Regions from separate parts of the Hordeum vulgare genome. Here region 1 is linked to region 2. Evidence: chromatin contacts called from public Hi-C data. All regions are on one chromosome and are shown on one strand. The core of a region is the stretch at or near the end of the contact, and the rest is flanking DNA. Distances in the headings are between cores, read along the strand shown. Region 1 holds the start of LOC123447457 (KHG/KDPG aldolase-like). Region 2 holds the start of LOC123449925 (beta-fructofuranosidase, insoluble isoenzyme 1-like).

Region 1 (6,469 bases), core at 182-2,681, 210 kb after region 2:
TAGATTTCTAGGAGTATTAGATATACTGAAGTAATTGGAAGCAAATGGATCAAATTTGCAATAAATTATTGGCACCCTAAATCCTATACTACAGGCCTGTAAGGATCTCTAATATCAAATATGTTACCTTGCCAAACTGTACACGGAATGTCCCTAGTGATGTGCATAACCAGTAATCACAGACTATGGGAAACACGTGCATTTGTAGCAAAATAAACATTATTACAAATGCAATACTACTATAACTCTTACCATGACTGTACCAGGGCTCATGAGAAACTGTGCACCAGCTCTAATGGCTTTCCTTGCATCATCAGCATTGAGGACCGTACCAACCTAAGTATAGAGTGCAGGAAGATCAGAATGCATCATAAGCAACCTAACACTGTTGCTTATAGTTAGCATGCAGGGGTTGTGTGGGACAGCTTTGATGGAGTAGTAAATTGTGAGTATTACTTTCCAAGAAACGCAGTGGGGCATTGCGACACTCACACGGCAAGTCTTAAAAGTTCAGGTGTAAAGGCTGTAAAAGCCATGGACATGGTACTTGGTAATAAGAGTATCACGTTTTGAAGATTATATAAAAAGACCAGGCTTCACAACACATATATATATATATGGCAGTTAGCTGACAAGCCATATGTTCAAGGAATGATGCAAATGCCAAAGACTCACCCCAAATGTCAAGGAAGGATAACTCCTACAAAGATCCTCAACAACCTGTTTTGAAGATTTATCGATGAATCAAAAGCTAGCAAGCAGCAACGATAATGGTTAATGGGCAAAAGTTGCAGACGAATTGCGAGAGAGGCCCACCTCTAGCACTCCAGGAGTGGACATTACGATTTCTAGCTGAACAACATTGCATATGTTTGTTAGCACCAAGACAAGAAATAATAAAACACCAAATGAACAAAACAATGCTAGCATGTAAAGAAAAGTCTGGCATGGATGGTTCCTCATTTGCAAGCAACAGGCAAGGAAATACTCCTTTACAAGCAAACAATATATTCAGAACAGAGAACACCCTACGACTCCACGCGCCCGGCGAAACCAGAGAATGCATCGGAGCAACTGACTCACCACGGAGACGCCGCCGCGAACTGCCGCGTGGGCCGCCTGCATCGCCGTCTCGCCGCTGCAAGGGGGGAGCGAAGGAGACAAGGGTCAGCCGCGAATCCTTGGGCTCTGCTCCGGCGAGGCCAAGCGCCGAACAGGTGGCGTGCAGCGTGGACCGGGCGGAGGACAGCCTTTCGCTTACTCTTGCGCGCGGAGGCAGGCAATGACGCGCGAGCGCAGTATGGCGGCGAGCGCCTTCGGTGGCCGCGGCGGATCTCGCCGGCGAGGCTGGGAGGCGAGAAGAGGCAGCCGTGCTGCGGCGACGAGCATGAGCATCCTGGGTGGCGCTAGCCGTTGGATGTGAAAGAGGAAACAGGATGTGGGCCGATGGAACATTTGCAGAACAAGCCTCATGGTGTAACTGATTGCGCGAACCATCCTTCCAGTCCACAAGTATCCAAAGAACCCATCTGTCTCCCGCGCATTGGTGAGTGACCTCCTGCGGCTAAATTTCGTGTTCTCGTCTTTTTCTCAAACTTGATCCATATTTTTCTGAAACTTTTCGTGTTAATATGTCTGCTTCGCGTCCGCGCCAACCCATTTCCGGCCCAAATTTGAGATGGAAATGTGTTGGCGCGGACGCGAAGCGGACACGCGTGCCCTCTCGGTGTCCGTCCCATCCACACCCGTCGGTCATCCAACTATCCGCGGTCAACTTAATTAATGACGGTCATCCTCCTCGGGCCCACGCGTGAGCGATCGCGGTTGGCCTTTTTTAATCCGAGCCCCCGTCGTCTATCACCGCGCGCTGCGCCCAGAAGATGTCGCCTACCTCCAGCATAGGAGGGCGTTGCGCCTGGCGGAGGAGCGCGCCCGTGTTGCGCTACCGCCGCCACCGTTGCCACCAACACTGCGCGCGCCAGCACAACCTAACCTCACCGGCCTCGACGCCGACAAGAGGACGCCTAGGGTAGCGCGTAGTTTAACATAATGGGGAGTTGGGGACGTGTGGACTCTCGCCAGCCTTCGTGGCTAGCTTTAATGTTTAGTTTATGCTTTTTTTATTTTCAGAAATATCTGTAAAAAAATTACGCGTCGTCAAAATGGGTCGGGCCAGCGTTGGGCGCACGCGCCGACCCAAACACGGAAGTCGATGTTGATGTCCGTCGGGCCGACCCAAACGGACAAAAACGTCATCCGTTTGTGTCGGCCGGTTGGGGTTGCTCTTAAGGGGGGCCAAGCCCCCTTCTCGTGCCCCCTCTGTCTCCGCCACTGACCCGAAGCACCCGTGTTTTCTCTATAAAGGCCTTCCTTGGTCCTCATTCTCACGGCATGGGCATGGTGAAAACACATAACGCATGTGTCCTTGACTCGATTCAGTCCTCTACTTTCCTACTGGTGGTTCAGTATATCCAGGATGATGCACACCTCTGGTCTAAGAGCATCTCCAGCCGTTCGCCCCCACAGGGGCCTGAAATAGTGCTGCCTGGGGGTGCGCCGGTGGAAAAACGGTGTGGGGGCTTGGGTTCCCAGCCCCCCCCCCCCCCCCCAAGGGCTTCCCCAGTCGCCGCTTTCGGCCCACTTTCGGTGTAAAATTGGCCCATATTCAGCATGCTTCGACACAAATTGAATAACAATAGTTATTTTTTTATCACATAGTTCATCACAGAAATCAATACAAATCAAAAAATAGCTTAACAAGTCAATACAAATCAAAAATTGAGCTAGGCGTTGCCCTTGAGCCTCCATAGGTGCTCCACCAAATCGTGTTGCAATTGTTAATGCACGTGTGGGTCTCGGATCTCCTAACGCATGTTGTGAAAGACAGTCCAGGTTGCCGGTAGCTCATGATCAACTTGGGCAAGAGGACCTTGCATGTAATATGGTTTAGTGTCAAACACTGGCTCCTCCTACTCGCTCTCAATGATCATGTTGTGCAAGACCACACATCAAGTCTTGACTTCCCACATTTGATCTTTCGACCAGGTCTGAGCGGTGTCCCGGCCAACAGCAAAACGAGATTGAAGCACACCAAATGCCCGCTCGATATCCACGCTTGGAAAAATAGGAGTTCTTGCCTCGTGGTGCAGGATTTGAGATAGTCTTCATAAATATGGACCATCTCGGATAGATGTCATCTGCTAGGTAGTATCCCTTGTTGTAGTGGTGCCCATTGACCTCGTAGTTAACCAGAGGAGCATGACCTTCAACAAGCTTAGCAAAGACATTCGAACACTGCAGTACGCTGATGTCATTGTGAGTTCCTGGCATACCAAAGAAGGAGTGCCAAATCCGGAGGTCATGTGTGACCACATCTTCAAGTACCACACTGCAACCTCCTTTGACGCCTTTGTACATCCCTTGTCAAGCAAATGGATAGTTTTTCCCTTGCTTTGCCTTCAGTGGGCCTGGCGCTGAGCCACCTCGCCGTGGCTTTGCATTGCTCGCGAACAGGCCGGCCAGAGGGGCGAGGACCATGAGGTGCTCTTCATCATGGGCGTCGGCATCGGCTTCCTCCTCCAATAGTGTCGCGAACACCTCCTCGTCGTCAGAGTCCATCGCCCAGGCAAATTGCCGAACACCTGGCGGGCGTGACGGACGCGCGGCCGCATCCATGCCCAGAGCGCCACGAAAACTCGCCAAGAAGCACGGGGTGGCGAAGCCACGGCGAACCCTACGTTCGTCGACAGGGTGATGGCCTTTGTAGCAGAAGTAGGTCGGTGGGTGGCGCCGGAATTGGCACGGTGAAGAAATGGGTGGTACGCGAGCGGTGGATCCGAAAAAGAAAAGGCCTTTTTTCGCCTGACGGGGCGGGGGGGGGGGGGGGTAACGCGTCGTTTTTTTCTTCCGCCGGCGTTCCTGGACGCCTCCCAGCACGCTGGGTTCGGGCTGGGACCGACGGGGCCAATTTCGACCCTAACCGGCAAAAAACTGATTCCTCGGGACACGACTGAGCCGTTTTTTCTTCGCCAACGAAAAAAATAATCTGAAAAAAGGCCTGTTGGGGGCCCGGCTGGACATGCTTTAAGGCGGAGCTGAGAGGATGAATATGCTTGTTCCCGAGATTTAGGCCTTGGTTGTTGTCTTGATAAACGGAATTAACGCCTAGTTTTAACAAAACACGTTCTATTAGGATTTTTTTTCTTTCAAAAACTAGTTTTACTAATAAGTTGGTAAGGAATAAGCATGCGCAAAAACCTGGTTAAATGGTGAAACATGTTTAAGCACGATGGACGAACATCCGCGTAAGAGATGATCGTGTCCAGCATGGATGCCGCGGTTTTTTTTTAAGAGAACAACCTCCGGCCTCTACATCTGGACGATGCATGTAGTCACTTTATTAATAATACATAAAATACCTTATAAAATAATACAACAGTAAGACTGAAGCCATCATCCACGCAACATTTGTCGATACTTCTATTCAGTTGATGAAGGGATGTTGATAGTCTAGGCCTAATACCAAACAGACCTCACAGTCAAACCTAACATCTAGGATGTGAGGCCCCAACCAAGCCACATGTTGGATATGGGGCACCCACCGGTCCCGCGCACACCCAGAGGCCGTCGTCGCCACCTGCCACCAATCCATCTTCAGAGCTGTACTGATGCATCTACCTTGCCGAGTCTAGTTGTCGTAGACGCCACCACGACGCCAGACGGCGTCGCCCTCCTGCGCGTGTCCGTCATCGCACATCAGGCGCCTAATCTCCAGGGCGCCATGCCATCAAGATCCATCGTCATCAATGTGTATGATGAAGCACCGCTCCACCAAAGATGTCATCCACTGGTCTCTCGACCCCGTATAAATCTCCAAGAATGACGCCCCCAAGGGGGGAAATGACGCAAGCGCGCTGCCTTCTTCTGATCTCTCGATCTAGGGTTTCCTCCGAAGGTAGCAGATAGTGGTCTAGACCTTCTCCACGACGATGCCTTCAAAAAGGGAACGACACCATAGAGTGCCGCCATCGTCGGCCTTGGCATCTAACCAAGAGCAGGTTTTCATCCAGACATGTTCAAAGAACTCCATCCAACTTTTTATCCACGGATCACCGTCTTTTTTGTCAGAGACTAGATCAACAGGATCCAGCCGCCGCTGCCTGACCAGCCGCGGCACCACCACGATGCCAAAGCAGCCAACTTTGGCAGGCCCACCACGCCAGCATGCCGTCGCATACTAGACCCGTCGGCCCACCAAAGTCCATCTAGGCCCGATGAGATCCGAGATTCCGGTCGCCGCCACAAAGGCGTCTCCCCTGCGGGAAGGCTGCGCCACCATTGTCGTCGCCGCCATGCACGCCGCCGGCATCCCGCAACACCGCGCCACCGGGTCACCGAAGTCCATGCCGTCGTCGCCATGGGAGGACGCCACCGCATGCGAGGGAAGAAGACCCCGCCGCTGCCATCACAGCGCCCGAGCTTCGCCGACGTGAACTCTGGTGGCGGCGGGAGGGACAGATCGGAGCGAGGTGCTGAGGGCCGGCAGCGCGGTTCCCCCTTGTCGCCTAGAGTGGGCGACCTCATGGGTGCCGCGGTAGGCCGTCTCAATGCTCATGAAGGTGAATCTTAGCAGAAGAAATAACACTCGTGCGAATGACGAATCATTTAAGAACAAGAATTAGCATACAAGGAATCTGCTGCGGCTGCACAACTCAAGATCAAAATTGTTGAGAGTTGAGACAAGCATCTAGGACGTGGAACCAAGCCCTGAAGACGTTGGTGATGTAGTGCCGACCTGCTCGGACCAGTGATCGACTGCGCGACGGGATGAGTACTCGCCGGAGAGGGGTCAGTGGTCAACAGTGATCACGACGGCCCGACAATGGTAACGGCCATGAGCACCGCAAGATGACTGGTAGCTGAGAAGGAGCAGGGCCGGGCCTATGTTTTGAAAGACCCTAGGGCAAAGTCCATGACTTGTCGCTCAGAAGGAGCAGGGCCATGCTATTCGTCATCCGGAGTGAGAAATAGTTATTCCTCAACCTTTTTTATTTTAACATCAATGCATTGTAATTTTATATTTCATAAATTTTATCTTATTTCATAAAAAAAAGACAAAAAAAATATATAATTATCATAAAAGTATTTTATGTTACGTAAAATTACAAACATCACCACTTTATCACCCAATAATGGAACAGGAATCAACAGTCCCAACATATGTTTTCGGCCGCCACGTTTTATCTTGATCGCAAACTAAAAGTTAATACTATTACATAATTCGATTTTCAAATGTCAAGTGGTACAATAATAATAACCACCCTCTGGTTTCTTCTCAGCCAGCATCACTAAGCTTAATCCAACAAACATTCTGGCGATTTTAACTGCCAGGATACCTACGGTTTATTCGCCCGAAACAGCATTTGCAACACATGCTCACAAAATTGGCTAGTCCAAGTCAAATCTTGGT
Region 2 (7,015 bases), core at 2,116-4,615:
CGATTCTAGCACCCCCATCCCATGGAAATACACCGGTCAAAAACGATGTTGCTTGGTACTACGTACCAAGCTTCTCAAGGAGATCTTCCCGGATGAAATGTCGGTGTCGACGAACCCGGCGAACGTCGGCTTGTATAGGCCCGGGGTGAGAGATGATCTGTGGCCACACACACACACAAAGGAAATTGGCTAAGTGAGTTAAAATGTAATAGCAACATCCCCCTCCTATGGATTTACACTTGAAATCTATGGAGAGAGATTGTTTTTCATCGAGTGAGAAGTTGAGGGGAGATGAAAGGGGATATTGGGTGGGTGGAATCATGCATACTTGGTGGGGTCACTGCACATGAGGACGAGGGGCTTGCCATATCCATCCTTGAAGACTCTGAAGAAGACGGCGGTCTTCTCGGCAAGGTCGGCAGAGGCCAGGACCCAGAGGCCAAAGGGCCCAACCCCGCCCTTGGCGTCGGCGTTCTTCATCCCGCACAGCTTCTGCGCGTCGTTGGCGTAGGCCGGATCGAACGGCTCTGCCTTGTCCAGGCTCGCCACCTCGAAGCTCACCTCCACGTCAGACTGTACGTAAAAAACAAGTCCATCGATTACTATAGTACTATATATCAAAATTAGAAGCTTGTTTGGAAATGAAACTTGGAGTGCACGCATGCAGGAAGTGATGTACTCTATGTATCTGGATCAACAAGATGCATCCACGGCATTGACGGGCTGACTTGTTGCGTGATTTACAACATACATACATAGGTGACAAAAGACCGTTCATATCGTGTGGGCGGGTGAGGATGATGGATGCAGATATACGTGTGAATGTAAAACATATATAGGAGGGTAGCTTGAAACCAACCAACCAAGCAAGCAAGCAAGATCTAGCTAGCGAAATCCGGCCGTGGACCAGAAGCTGATGCCGATGCTGACCAGGACAAGCCGGAATTGGGCACGCAAGAAGAATCGACGCATGGACCAGAAGCTACCTAGACAGCGACCAACACTGATGGCAACAATGCTACGTTTGCTTGTCTAGCTATAGTAATATATATTAATCCAAATGCATTCTTGTGTGTTACTGACCTGGTAGGACTGTAGGCCAGTGACCTCAAAGTGCTGGCCGGGCTTGACCACCTTGTCACCCACGCTCACAGCCTTGCCCCTCAGCTGCTCCAGCTCCTCCACCGGCCACTGCAGCAGCTGCTTGCCGCTCGGATCCAGCCATATCTTCCTCGGGATTGCCTGTACATCCATCCATGCACACCCAGTCAGTTCAAACATATACGTACTATTTAACTGGACATTGCTAAGGAAGGACGACGATGCAGCGAGCGGAGCACATGGTAGAAGGGATTGGTTGGGACGTACGTGGATGCCGGCCCATCCCTTGGCGTTGTCGTGGGCGACGCTGTCGGACTCGTTGGCCCAGCCGAGCAGCACGCGGCGGTTCTTGGCCGGGTCGTAGAAGGTCTTGGACGCGTAGAAGTTGCCGTAGTCGTACTGGAGCCGCTGGTAGACGTCGCCGGTGGGGTTGTCGGGGACGTACCGCTCCGTCCTGTTGTTGTAGGTGCCCACGGTGTAGTAGTCGTAGCGGGTGAGGTCGAGACTGTTCTTGAGCACGTACTTGTAGTGCGGGCCGAACTCGGAGGCGTCGAGGCCGCCGGGGTGCCCCGGCTCGCGCACCGGGAAGAAGTCCGGGCACTCCCACATGCCGGTCAGCGCCGAGTGGAGCGGGTGCTTGGCGCGGACCCAGTGCTTGAAGTCCCGGCTCCGGTACAGGATGGCCATGCCGCGGAGCGTGCCGGGCTTGAGCCCGCCCACCAGCATCCGCCACAGCCCGTCGCCGGCGTGCCAGGCGGTGGTCGGGTCGCGGAACTGGGTGGCGTTCATGCCGGCCTCCGGCACGGCGATGGGGTTGTACCCGGGCTTGACCCACTCCCGGAGCAGCGGGTCCGAGGGGTCCTTGGGGAAGGCGATGTTCTGGATCTGGTAGTTGGTGCCCGGGCGGTCGATCCCGGTGTAGAGCATCGCCGGCGTGCCGTCCGGGAGGATGGTGGCGGAGCCGGACCAGACGCCGTACTGGTCGGTGGGGATGGAGGGCTTGATGGCCGGCTCCAGCGCCATCCAGTTGATGAGGTCGCGGGACACCGAGTGCGCCCAGATGATGTTGCCCCACACCGCGCCCTTGGGGTTGTACTGGTAGAACAAGTGGTACCATCCCTTGTAGTAGAGCGGCCCTGTTCATTGTTCCAAGATTCATCATCACACATCTCAGCTCAAACCTCCCAAAACATTCATGCAAATAGTGACAGATCTGGGTGGGCAACAGTACAAGACAGAGACAAGTACAAGAAACGGGTTGCAAAGTCGTACCATTTGGATCTGGAATCCATGAGTTTAATTCGCCGTCCCAGCAATCGCAATCAGACACACCAACAAGAGGCAAGGAAAAAAAAAACAAGCTAGTTAGAACCAAGCATCACAATAAGCTCTACGTAGTAAACAAAACAACAAGTCTATAATATTAACATATATACATATATATAGTAGTACTGCGTAAATACAGATCGGACGTAATATTATATCCGGAGCAACGATTCGTGTCATGGTGATCTGGACGACTCCATCGTTGTCGGCTACTACGAAATCTTTGAACCTGCAGCTCGACTTTTCTCAATGAAACAGCTGCATGACTCCCTAACGACCACGGCGAGAGAGAGAGAGAGAAAGAAAGCCATCAATTTTGACACGCCCTCGCCGGCCGGCCGGCCGGGCTGCAATCTTTTGCTGGTCAAACTAACACTTGGCTACAAACTCGCCAGAAACTAAGCAACTACTCTAATTTATACTACTAGTATGTCTTATCTTTCTTGAATTCTCAGACCTATCTGCTGTCTGTGATGTTGTATCCGCCCCCATGACGAACAAGACACACATCTAAAATAAGCATCGGCATTACGGACATGTATCTCTCTATCTATGGCCCGACATGTTCTTGCTACATATTATGTGTGTATTTATGAACGATAGGTATATCTTGCTTGAAGACAGAGCGGAGAAGATTCAGGCAAGTTCGGCAAGAGCAGTATCTTACCGTTGATCCAGTTCATGGGGGGTTGGAAGTGGTAGCCCGTCCGGAGCAGGGGGCTGAGAATGGAGGCCGGCACGGACGGCGTCGCCGCCTCGGCCTCGAGGCTCCGGCGGACGTCGTGGGACGCGCCGGCGAGCTGCAGGAGGAGCAGCAACGCCAATGGCGCGACCACCCACCATTTCGGAGTCCCCATTGCTTGCCCGCTTGGAGTTAAGAGGGGGAGGGAAGACAAGGGAGGGTTGGGGGAGACAGGGATGGATGGATGGATGGATGGATGGCGAGAAGAGCACAGCAATGGGGGAGTTTATATAATACTCGGGGTTAGCGCGTACGACCAACTGGATGAATTTTCTATGCGGCATGTGATTGGTGGACGCTGCTTGGAATTTTGCAACCGATCAATCCGCAGTTTCGTTTTCAAATACGTATGAGAAAAGTGGTACTACTACCACTACCACTCCATCCGGTCAAGTCCACAAGGCATGGTTTGCTTGTTACTCTATGTTAACATTTTGATGTTTGATCGAGCTTGTCGATAAAAACATCATTATCAACGGTACTAAATAATATCACTAGATTTGTCATACTCCATCACTGCACTTATACAAGACCACCAACATTAAACGAGACAAAAAATAATGATGTTTTCTTATATATAAATAATTTATTTAATACTTGCATGCATGCATCGCCGGAGGACTCCAATGGCCAAGGTGTGACGGCTGCCACACCTTAATACAGTACAAAATTGTGTTTATACTGTTAGAGTTTAATTAACATGTGTTAAATTATGGGTAATCTCCCCTTGTAACTGCCATCTCTCCCGAATAGATGCCTCTTCATTGCATCTCTTCTCCTTGTATATATATCCATATTCATCTAATGAAAGACAAGAGGATTCATTCTAACACGTTATTAGCACGCTCTCCATCTGAGCGATTTCGAGATCGAGAAGAACACGAGGGAAGAAACAGTTAAAAGTAAGAAGAAAACCAGTCGCCGACGCCCGAGCAAGCCCATGGCTACAAGGGATCGCTGCGTCTGGATCGCGGCCTCCCACATCGCGGCCACGGGCGTCGCCTCCGCGTGTCTGGCCCGCAGAAGCCCCTGGCGTCCCGCAGAAGCCTCTCCTGATGGGGAACGTCGCACGGGAAACAAAAATTTTCCTACGCGCACGAAGACCTATCATGGTGATGTCCATCTACGAGAGGGGATGAGTGATCTACGTACCCTTGTAGATCGTACAGCAGAAGCGATTAGAGATCGCGGTTGATGTAGTGGAACGTCCTCACGTCCCTCGATCCGCCCCGCGAACAATCCCGCGATCAGTCCCACGATCTAGTACCGAACGGACGGCACCTCCGCGTTCAGCACACGTACAGCTCGACGATGATATCGGCCTTATTGATCCAGCAAGAGAGACGGAGAGGTAGAAGAGTTCTCCGGCAGCGTGACGGCGCTCCGGAGGTTGGTGATGATCTTGTCTCAGCAGGGCTCCGCCCGAGCTCCGCAGAAACACGATCTAGAGGAAAAACTATGGAGGTATGTGGTCGGGCAGCCGCGAGAGAGTCGTCTCAAATCTGCCCTAAAAGCCCCATATATATAGGAGGAGGGTGGGGGACCTTGCCTTGGGGTCCAAGGGATCCCCAAGGGGTCGGCCGAGCAAGGGGGAGGACTCTCCCCCCCCAAACCGAGTCCTACTTGGTTTGGTGGGAGGGAGTCCTTCCCCCTTCCCACTTCTCCCTTTTTTTTTTCTTTCCTTTGATTTTTTCTCTCTTGGCGCATAGGGGTTTGGTGGGCTGTCCCACCAGCCCACTAAGGGCTGGTGTGACCCCCCCAAATGCCTATGGGCTTCCCCGGAGTGGGTTGCCCCCCTCCGGTGAACTCCCGGAACCCATTCGTCGTTCCCGGTACATTCCCGGTAACTCCGAAAACCTTCCGGTAATCAAATGAGGTCATCCTATATATCAATCTTCGTTTCCGGACTATTCCGGAAACCCTCGTGATGTCCGTGATCTCATCCGGGACTCCGAACAACATTCGGTAACCAACCATATAACTCAAATACGCATAAAACAACGTCGAACCTTAAGTGTGCAGACCCTGCGGGTTCGAGAACTATGTAGACATGACCCGAGAGACTCCTCGGTCAATATCCAACAGCGGGACCTGGATGCCCATATTGGATCCTACATATTCTACGAAGATCTTATCGTTTGAACCTCAGTGCCAAGGATTCGTATAATCCCGTATGTCATTCCCTTTGTCCTTCGGTATGTTACTTGCCCGAGATTCGATCGTCAGTATCCGCATACCTATTTCAACCTCGTTTACCGGCAAGTCTCTTTACTCGTTCCGTAATACAAGATCCCGCAACTTACACTAAGTTACATTGCTTGCAAGGCTTGTGTGTGATGTTGTATTACCGAGTGGGCCCCGAGATACCTCTCCGTCACACGGAGTGACAAATCCCAGTCTTGATCCATACTAACTCAACTAATACCTTCGGAGATACCTGTAGAGCATCTTTATAGTCACCCAGTTACGTTGCGACGTTTGATACACACAAAGCATTCCTCCGGTGTCAGTGAGTTATATGATCTCATGGTCATAGGAATAAATACTTGACACGCAGAAAACAGTAGCAACAAAATGACACGATCAACATGCTACGTCTATTAGTTTGGGTCTAGTCCATCACGTGATTCTCCCAATGACGTGATCCAGTTATCAAGCAACAACACCTTGTTCATAATCAGAAGACACTGACTATCATCGATCAACTGGCTAGCCAACTAGAGGCATGCTAGGGACGGTGTTTTTGTCTATGTATCCACACATGTAAATGAGTCTTCATTCAATACAATTATAGCATGGACAATAAACTATTATCTTGATACAGGAATTATAATAATAACTATACATTTATTATTGCCTCTAGGGCATAATTCCAACATCTCCTTCCCGGACGAAGCCACTCCTGCGGTGTGGCTACCGATGGCGCTGGATGTGCCCTTCGCGCCGCAGGATGCGGCCACCTGCGCCGCGCCGAGCGCCTGTCCGTCCGGCCGCCTCCCTGCGCCGCGCTCCTCGCCCGACCGCCTCCCTGTGCCGCGCCCCACGCCCGGCCGCCGCCCGCGCCAGGACGTGGCTGCATTCGCTCGCGCTTGACCGCGCCCGCTCGCGCCAAGCCGTGGTCAGCCCCGCCCGCCCCGCCATGGCCTCGCTGCCCGCCCTTGGTCGTGGTCGCGCAGGACCACGCCGTGGCCGCCTGGCCTTCTCGGTGGTTCCTCCTTAGAGGAAGACGAGGGTCCCTCCCCCCGTCGCCGGTGAAGCACCTGCCTTGATAGGGTCAGGACGGAGCAGCGACGCTTCGAGCACTCCCATGTCGTCCGACAGAAGCAGACGGGGGAGGTTCAGATCGAAGCCATGGGCGGCTGTGGTTGGTAAAGCATCTGCCATGACGGCCTCCGCGTGTGTTGGTCTCGGCCGCATCGCATTCCCGAGGATGGATGCTACTGGTGATTTCTGTGATCGCTCTCTCGCTCTCTCTTACCTGACTTGTTGACCAGGCTAGTGCTATCGATGGTGCCTTAATTGGCCCATGTGCAAGCAAGGGTACTATGCCACCAACACTCCTTTATTTGCTTAATTGCTTGGAATATTCCATCTTTTAGCAAATTAGTGTTCTAGCAGCACTTCTAGCAGTGATTTATTCCTGTTTTAGACTTCTTAAATTCGGTACATTTATTTTAGTACTGTTTTCTGTTGAGTATTAATGTATTCCAGATCTCAAGTTGACGTAATATATGTCCACGTTTATCACGTGTCGAGATTAATTACGTCCATTTGTAATTGAAATTTTAATCTCTTGCAAAGATAATATGAGTACCTATGCAGTACTATTATTTCGTTGAATACGAG

Evidence for each region. Hi-C and Micro-C count contacts between places; a contact is called where the count stands out from the background.
Region 1: a contact with region 2 is called in a Hi-C map of leaf, with 6 times the contacts expected there. The contact joins the promoter of LOC123447457 here to the promoter of LOC123449925 in region 2. A contact is called at or near these places in 4 of 6 Hi-C or Micro-C datasets (leaf and seedling) and 1 of 1 datasets of contacts at active chromatin or transcription factors (embryo).

Annotation. Positions count from the first base shown.
Region 1 is chr4H:598,240,176-598,246,644 of MorexV3_pseudomolecules_assembly, forward strand. It overlaps LOC123447457 (KHG/KDPG aldolase-like), which reads right to left and starts at 1,432. Exons shown (of 10, transcript XM_045124060.1): 1 at 1,262-1,432; 2 at 1,084-1,138; 3 at 817-852; 4 at 676-720; 5 at 253-336. The coding sequence starts at 1,395. It overlaps LOC123449926 (mitochondrial inner membrane protein OXA1-like), which reads right to left. Exons shown (of 9, transcript XM_045127296.1): 9 at 6,162-6,469.
Region 2 is chr4H:598,032,111-598,039,125 of MorexV3_pseudomolecules_assembly, forward strand. It overlaps LOC123449925 (beta-fructofuranosidase, insoluble isoenzyme 1-like), which reads right to left and starts at 3,366. Exons shown (of 7, transcript XM_045127295.1): 1 at 3,095-3,366; 2 at 2,374-2,382; 3 at 1,369-2,237; 4 at 1,084-1,242; 5 at 329-573; 6 at 67-157. The coding sequence starts at 3,284.